2 separate regions of the Mus musculus genome follow, and region 1 is linked to region 2. Evidence: chromatin contacts called from public Hi-C data. All regions are on one chromosome and are shown on one strand. Each heading gives the region's core, a stretch centred on a gene start, on an enhancer-like site or on the middle of the called end of the contact. The rest is flanking DNA. Distances are from core to core; before and after follow the strand shown. Region 1 has its middle 100 kb from the start of Gm38552. Region 2 holds the start of Dera (deoxyribose-phosphate aldolase (putative)).

Evidence for each region. Hi-C and Micro-C count contacts between places; a contact is called where the count stands out from the background.
Region 1: a Hi-C map of the N1E-115 cell line shows a contact between it and region 2, with 5 times the contacts expected there. The contact joins the enhancer-like site here to the promoter of Dera in region 2. A contact is called at or near these places in 2 of 484 Hi-C or Micro-C datasets (the N1E-115 cell line and embryonic stem cells), 1 of 115 datasets of contacts at active chromatin or transcription factors (trophoblast stem cells) and 3 of 9 other capture datasets (adipose tissue, embryonic stem cells and pancreatic islet).

Annotation. Positions count from the first base shown.
Region 1 is chr6:137,955,264-137,959,084 of GRCm38.p6, forward strand. No RefSeq gene overlaps it. Among named protein-coding and RNA genes, the nearest start is that of Gm38552, 100 kb to the left of the region's middle. Within about 2 kb of position 1,933, at least 3 of the 459 cell types and tissues checked have an H3K27ac peak or open chromatin away from gene starts, as enhancers often do. A contact at or near this core is called in the N1E-115 cell line, where this site is marked.
Region 2 is chr6:137,753,162-137,757,438 of GRCm38.p6, forward strand. It overlaps Dera (deoxyribose-phosphate aldolase (putative)), which reads left to right and starts at 1,416. Exons shown (of 9, transcript NM_172733.1): 1 at 1,416-1,477. The coding sequence starts at 1,447.

The DNA.
Region 1 (3,821 bases), core at 683-3,182, 200 kb after region 2:
AATTGTTCCCATTGCAGAGTCAGGAGCTCAAGAGAACGTGCTGACTGTAGAAGACAGAATGTGAAATGTAGGATGTGGGATGCATAATGTAGAATGTGAGGTGTGGGATGTGGATGTACAATGGGAAATGTGGGTGTGGGCTCTGTGTGGGTTGTAGGGTGTTGGTGTGGGATGGGGGATGGGGGTGTGGGGTGTGGATGTACAATGGGAAATGTGAGATGTGGGTGTGGGCTCTGTGTGGGATGTGGGATGTAGGTGTGGAATGTGTGACATATGATGTAGGATGTGAGCTGTGGGATATGTGTGTGGGTGTGTGTGTGGGGATGTATGTGTAGGTGATGTGGGTGTGGGGTGTGGGATGTGGGTGTTGGTGTGGGATGTGGGATGTCGGTATGGGGTATAGCGTGTACAATGAGGACGATGGGATGAAGGACATGGCCATGTGGAACGTGGATGCAGGATGTCGGGTATGGAAGGAGGATCCAGACACCTGATTTAGAATCTGCACACTGGCACACCATTCATCAAACTCCACTGTTTGAGGAAAATTAAATTCTTTTTTATTTTTGAAGATTTATTTATTTATTTATTCCATACACTGTCACTGTCGTCAGACACACCACAAGATGGCATCGGATCCCATTAGAGATGGTTGTGAGCCACCATGTGGTTGCTGGGAATTGAACTCAGGACCTCTGGAAGAGCAGTCAGTGCTCTTAACTAGTGAGCCACCTCTCCAGCCCAAGCCTACATCCTTGAGGTGAATCATTTAGACTCCATCTTTTCAAAAGTTGACAAATTCATTCTGTGGGGGCACAGCCACAGAGAGGCCAGTCATGGTAGCCACCAGTAGACTCAGTTGACTGCTAGGTAGACGTGTTGGGTGGATGAGGGATGCTGCTGTATCTTGGCTGTAGAGTCAGATACATGTTAAGGCATCATACAAACGAAACTTATTTAGAGCCTACACTTCTTGTCGTATACACTATGAATGTATGCTCTTGGGAAGGAGACTGACACATCTGACCTTTGATTGGATCTTTCTTTTTCTTAAGTAATATTATTAATAAATGTCCAATAAGCTGACAAATATATAGGGGATATTTAAAATAGAAGATTGCATCAATTATAAAATAGTAGTGTCCAGAGTAATTGAACTAACGGAACTGGAGTGAATAGCCAGCCATGTGGCTCTGCTGGAGATATGAAGATAGATTGTCTAGTGTGAGAACCAGGGAGTGCTGTTTACAGACAGGGAGTTAAATTCTCACAGCACCTCAAGAGAAGACTTTTGAATTAATGGCTAATTTCAAACAAAGCATTTAATGTCACCACTTGAAATGTTTCAGTAATAATTCACACGGTTTAATTCTAAGCCACTTATGATTAAATTTCAAATATGCTAAGGTATTATTAGACATTTATGGGAGAAATCATTTTTCCCCCTGCAAATTAAATGTTCCTCTTTGACAATTATTCAAGTTATGATGGGAATTCTTGTTTCCTTTTAATTATAGCCCAAACACTTATATGGATAATGCGGCAAGACGTTCACTATTTCATTCTGGACCTTTATTACCGAAATGCAAAATATCTCAATCTCTAGCCCTCGCCCCCCCCCCTCGGTTTTCTTTTTAATCCCGTTAAAGCATCTGTCTTTGATTTCAAGTGGAGTACCTGCTGTGCGGGATGCCATGCAAATCCAATTTGTGTGTAACAAAACCAAATGGGCTGAAATGAACTCTGCATTTTAAAGATGGTTTTGTTTAATCACCGCCATCGCTCCTCTTTAATGAATGCATAATCAAGTTAAACTTCAGGCAAGAAACGCAAAGGCCTGTTTCAGGAGGGAAATGCAAACTCTTGCCTTGTCCCTCTCTGCCCATCTTTCTCATATGCCTGGCTTGGCAGGCAAGGGGGAGGAAAGATCTTCAAATGTGTGACAGGGCAAACTGTTGAGAATCAGCATAAGCAGCAACTGTAGCCCCTGTCCCAGCCCTGTCCCTGCCCCCGCCCTCATCCCCGCCCCTCCCCCGCCCCTCCCCTGTCCCCGCCCTCATTCCCGCCCCCTCCCCTGCCCCCGCCCTCATCCCCGCCCCCTCCCCTGCTTCTGGCTTTCTTCAAAAAGTATTAGTGTTTATATCAGGAGGTATGGTTTCAGGATTCTTGGCTTCTCCTTTGTGGCCCCCCACTTCCACCCTTTTCCCTTTCACAGGAGATAGGTGGTATAATTTGGCTTTGGAGGGGCGGTGCCTAGAGGGAAATACTGCAGGAGATATTTCTGTGGTACACACACCTAGCCTAGATGTTGCTAATAATTTCTTAAGAAAAAAAAAAAACACAAAACTTCACTGTTTTTGCTTTTGGAAGAAGATCTACTAAGGCCTGAAGGTGCCAGGTGACTCTTGACTTTTGTGCAGTCATAGTGCAGTTCAGATAGAACAATTAATCACGGGCAGGGGAAGAGACAAGCCAATGTCTTATAATGGTGGGCCCTTACCAGCCATCTAATTAATAATTTTCTGAACTGAAGAGCCAAGCACAGAGCGTGTGTCCACTAACATAGGGTCAGATGGTGCCTGAGTGGGAGGCGGGGCCTGTGACACTCGCCTCTGATCCTCAATCTGTTCAAAGCAACGGGAAGATACATTTGGCAAGGAGATGCAGTCCAAAAGACATCTTTATCTGATAAACTGTCTACACAAGCGTTGTTTTCAAGTTCAGTACACAGCAGTGGAATAAGCAAGATGAATGCAGATGAAATGAGACTTTCAAGCAAATATCTGAGAGCTCAGGGCAGGGTCAGAATGGTGAGACTTCTGCAAAGCTCACATCCACAGACTTGTGACACACAGGAAGTGGGACTCAAATCACTGACAGTGAGTGACTGCCCAGTTCCCAACCCCTGAGTGGAACATCTGTATCACCTCCTACAGGGCCTAAGGGACACTTCAGAAGGAGCAGAAAGACTGTAAGAGCTGATAGGTAGGGTGGAAGTCTACTCATCCTCTTGACCTAACATGGCTGTTTGAATGACGAACACAGAGCAGCTGCCGGCAGAAGACCTGCACATGTAGTAAGGATTTGAAAGACGGAGGGTGAAGAGTTGGGGAGAAGACAGGCGAGGTGGGGGGAGGAAGGAGAGGGTGGGCTCAGGGGTGAGCATGGTCATAATTTGTACATGAAGTTATTAAAATGAGGCCCATCCATGAGATGCCTCGGTGGTTGCTTGCTGCCAAGCCTAATGACCAGTTTTTTGCAAAGACACTGCCTGGCCCGGGCATGATAATGAGGCTTTGGGACTATAACCAATCAGATGTGAGACATGCAAATGAGGTATGATAATGAGGCTCTGTGAGGTACAGAGAGAGAGAGAGTAGCCAATCAGATGAGGAACATGCAAATGAGGCGTAGTGCATAACCAATCCAGGTGTGAGACACGCCTCTCCTAGGCCTATATAAGCAGCACCAGTTCTGGGCTCGGGGTCTCTTCGCCTCTGCAATCAAGCTCTCCCAATAAACGTGTGCAGAAGGATCCTGTCGCAGCCAGTGGGGAAAACGTCAAAGAAGTATGCATGCTTTCCTGGCTTGTTAGAGGGTGGTTGCCCCTTAAATAGCTGAGCAGTCAGACACATCAACACTCCTTCCCAGTGTTAGGTTCTGGGGTTAGGTCTCCTGTTCAGCTGGTCTGTAGTCACGTCTTGCCCTATTCAGATAAAGACTTGACTGTTGAGTTTAAAGCTCTTCCATATACTGATAAGAATTTATTTTTTAAGGATGTATTTATCTTTTATGTTTATGTGCAAAAGTCTATATTTATG
Region 2 (4,277 bases), core at 166-2,665:
TTAATTCTCAAAATTTGAGTCTCTGGGTATATGTACATCTCTGGCAGGACTTTCCTGAGATGAAAGAACTAGAGCAATTGATTCACTAGAGAAACTTGTAGTTCAGACAAACTTGTAGCTCAGCAGAGATGGTCCATGTGAGTACAGATACAGTGGCTCACCCCCTAGACTGTGAACCTGGAGTAATTCAGAGAAACCAGGCTGAGAAAAATCATCACTGAATCTCAACTTTAGAAAGCAAAGAAATTGTCGCGATCCTTTCTTACAGATAAGGAAAATGAAGTTCACAAAGGCCAGTAGTGTGTCCTAGGTTACATGCTCAATTATTCACAGAACTAAGGCCAGTAGTGTGTCCTAGGTTACATACTCAATTATTCACAGAACTAAGTTAAAAAAATTCTTTTCAGGCCTGAAGAGGGAACTGAGCAGTTGAGAGTGCTTGCGCTTCTTAACACTTAAGTATGGTTCCCAGCTCCTGACTAACTCTTGGTCCAGAGTGGCCTGGCCTGGCCTTTGCACATACCTGAACACATGTGCTATGCACACATATGTGTGTAGACACAAAAATGAAAATACTATATTTTCTAAATGAAAGAAGCTGGACCTTTTATTGAATGTAGCATCTGCCTGTAATCCCAGCAATGGGGATCTGGGGTCTGGGGCAGGAGATTCAACACAGCAACCTCTTGTCCAACCGTGATTACAAAGCAAACTGTCTTAAAAACAAAACGAAAGGGCTGGAGAGATGCTCAGCGGTAAGAGCACTGACTGCTCTTCCAGAAATCCTACGTTCAATTCTCAGCAACCACATGGTGGCTCACAACCATCTGTAATGGCGATCTAATGCCCTCTTTTGGTGTGTCTGAAGACAGCTACAGTGTACTCATATACATAAAATAAATCTTAAAAAAAAAAAAAACAAAAATAAGAAACCGAGTCTTCCTAAGCTTATGTCCTAGCTGCTCTTTCACTGAGTCCAGACTAGAAATTACAGCGCGTTCTAGCTCCTAGACTACCTTGGCTGTCCCCTGAGGGCTCTGGAACACTACCCACAATTCGGGTCCAAGACTACATTGCTCCGCTCATGCAAGAAAGAATCCAGTCCTGCCACTCACATGATCCTACAGCTAAAGTTCCTAAGTCTGATTCTGTCTAGTTCAATTGGCCATGTAAGCATTTAAAAATGGTCTGGGAGACTTCTGGAGCTGGGGAATGCTCAAGTCACAGGCCTGACCTGGAAAGACAGGGAACAGGTAGGGTGATGACCTGGCTGGGCTCCAAGCCCAGGAGCTGGAGAAAAGTTTAAGTGGTACAGGACCGAAGAGGCGTGGCTTTGGTAGGGCGTTGCAAAAGGGGCGTGGCTCTGGGCGGGGACTTGACAGGAAGGAGGAAGGCCAGGCCCGTGTGGCGACCTGGAGCAAGGGTTGGCTTTCAGCGGTGGCCACAATGGCTGCTCACTGCCGGGGCACAGAGCTCGGTAAGGGCCAGCGGGTTGCGCTCCCCTTCGCCAGGTTGGGGGTGGGGGTGCCCAGGGCGATCCCCGGAGGGCGGAGACCTGAACTGAGGCAGAACTCGGGGACAGCCCTGTCGCCAGGCTCTATGCAGTCTTAACCCTTTAAGCGGAAGCAAGGAAGGGTTAATTAGATCTTTGCACTATGTAGCTCTGTGGTCGCAGTAAACCAACCCGAGTGAAAAGCCTGCCGGGTACTTGTGTGCCATTCATTTACTGCCGGACTCACGTAGCCATTCCCAAAGTTGGCTGTGCTGGTGGTCATCGCCGTCTGCTAAAAATGATTTTAAATGCTTAGACAAAATGTTCTTTTTAAAACTATTTTTCACCTTATTGATACTAGTTCAGATATTTCTGGGAAAAAAAATTAAAAGTCTGTAATTCAAACGTAGCAAAAACGTGACTGAGCCAAATGTCAATGACTTAACTTTGCATAATAGATTGTTTGCTTTGTATCCTGGACCCTCTTAGGTGTGTGATTTTGGGTAAATTACTCACTCTGTGCTTATATACCGGCATCTGTAAAGTAGTTATTTATTAGGAAGCTACTTCTGTCTGAAGGTGGTTTGGATAGTGTGAGGAGGGGATACTTGGAGCCGCTGGTATATTTCTCTGCACTTAGTGTTGAATAAGCAACGATAATGAGCGCACTAAGTTCTTTTCATAGGGACTGATTTTGAGTGGCTGTGAGTGATACACAGGGTTACTCTTTTCAGAAGGGACTTGCCAGTCTAGACTTTAGAAGTGTTTAGAATTGCATGCTTGACAGGTAGTCTCTGTACCAGGTTAATGGCACTTTAGTCCCTCTCTCCAACAGAGCCTTACACTTTATCCCTGCAGTGTAAACTTTAGCAGTGACCCTGGAAGATGGACTAAGGGCTGAAGATGAAGCTAGTCTGCATCTTTGTACAAGGTCGAGGATGTAACATAATTCCCCCCCCCCCCCAACAGCTCTTTTAAAGTTTCAAATTTTCCTTTCAGGAGATGCAATTAAGCCAATTTTACTCCCCCCCCCCCCCCCCGCCCCCAGCCCCTAGGTTTCTCTGTGTAGCTCTACACTGTCCTGGAACTCACTCTATAGACCAGGCTGGCCTGGAACTCAGAAATCCACCTGCCTCTGCCTCCCAAGTGCTGGGATTAAAGGCGTACGCCACCACTGTCCGGCCATTTTTACTTTCTTAAAGTGTAAGTCCTGGGCTGGGTGCTATTGCACACACCTGTAACCCCAGCATCAGTTGTGTGTCAGGTTAGCCTGGACTATATAGAAAGAGCTTTCTTAAAAAGCCATCAAAACACTACCTTTCCCGTGTTGCAAAGTAACAGTGTAGACATTAACAGCTGCTATTTAGAGTAATAGTTAATGTGCACTCACACCTCCATGTATAGATTATATTTTCCTTACTGTTCTTGTTATAATCACATAGATTGCAAGAGTTTTTGTGTGCTGTGGTATTAATCCTTAGGCGTGACACAGCTGTAATCTAATCTGCTAAAGTAAATCACGTGAATTATATATGTACTATGAAAAAAATTGTTCTGTATTAATTTCAACATTGCTTTAATTGATGAGTTTTGTGGTTTTTTGCTGATTAAAGACATCTTAATGTTTTTAATGAGTACTACTTTTTAAAAAGAAATTAGCGTTATTTAAACACATTTGTATTAAAAAATTTTTAGGAAAATGCAGTTATCACCAGGGAGATTGTAGAATTCATTAGTCATTGTTATTTACAATTTTTTTCATTTTATTTTTATTTTATGTGTGAGATTTTGCCTGTACACGGTCTGTTTACCATTACACGTGCAATGCCTGTTGAGGCCAGAAGAGGGCATCCAATCCCCTGGGATTGGATTTCAGATGGTCTATGGCTGCCATGTGGGAGTTGAACTCAGGGCCTCTGGAAGAGCTCTTGACTGCTGAGACATCTATCTCATCAGCCTTTAAGACAGCTTTTAAAAATCAAATGTATTTGTCTACTTTGTGTGTGTGTGTGTGTTAGTGCTGGGGGTGGGAATACGCGCATGCACACCTCTGGAGATCAGAGGGCAGCTTTCACAGTTATCTCACCTTCTACCTTTTGACAGCCAAGATTCAAATTCAGGATGTCTAAGTGTGGCAGTAATTGTCTTTGCCCACTGAGCCATCTGGCTGGCCCTGAACTTGATTTTTAGGATGAGAACTCTGCAAGGAAAGTTTCTCCCAGCAGGGGATGTGTAAAAGAGGCTTTCCAGACAGGGATGCTCTGATTGTAATAGCAGAACGTGGATGTCCAACCGTCTGGGTCTGGGTGGTTCTGGAGCACACTCAGGAAACCACCATGCTGGTTGTTTGTTAATCCCTCCAGGGTCTGTCAACCAACATGTTCTAGACCTTTCCTTAAAATGTCCATAAACATGTTTTTTTTTCTTCAGTTCCCCAAGTAACCTAGGCCCTTACATGTGGACCAGTGGAATACATCTTTACTTACTGTTTGGCGAATCTGTCCATGCAGCTGTGTGTAGACAGGAGCCATGAGTGCCCTGCCTTTCTGGGTTTGAATGTCAGTCAAAGGCCATTTGATGACATCTGGTTTTATGTTTTTATTTTATGTATTTATTTATTTATTTATTTTTTGGTTTTTCGAGACAGGGTTTCTCTGTGTAGCCCTGGCTGTCCTGGAACTCACTTTGTAGACCAGGCTGGCCTCAAACTCAGAAATCCGCCTGCCTCTGCCTCCCAAGTGCTGGGATAAAAGGCATGCGGCGCCACGCCCGGCTTGACATCTGT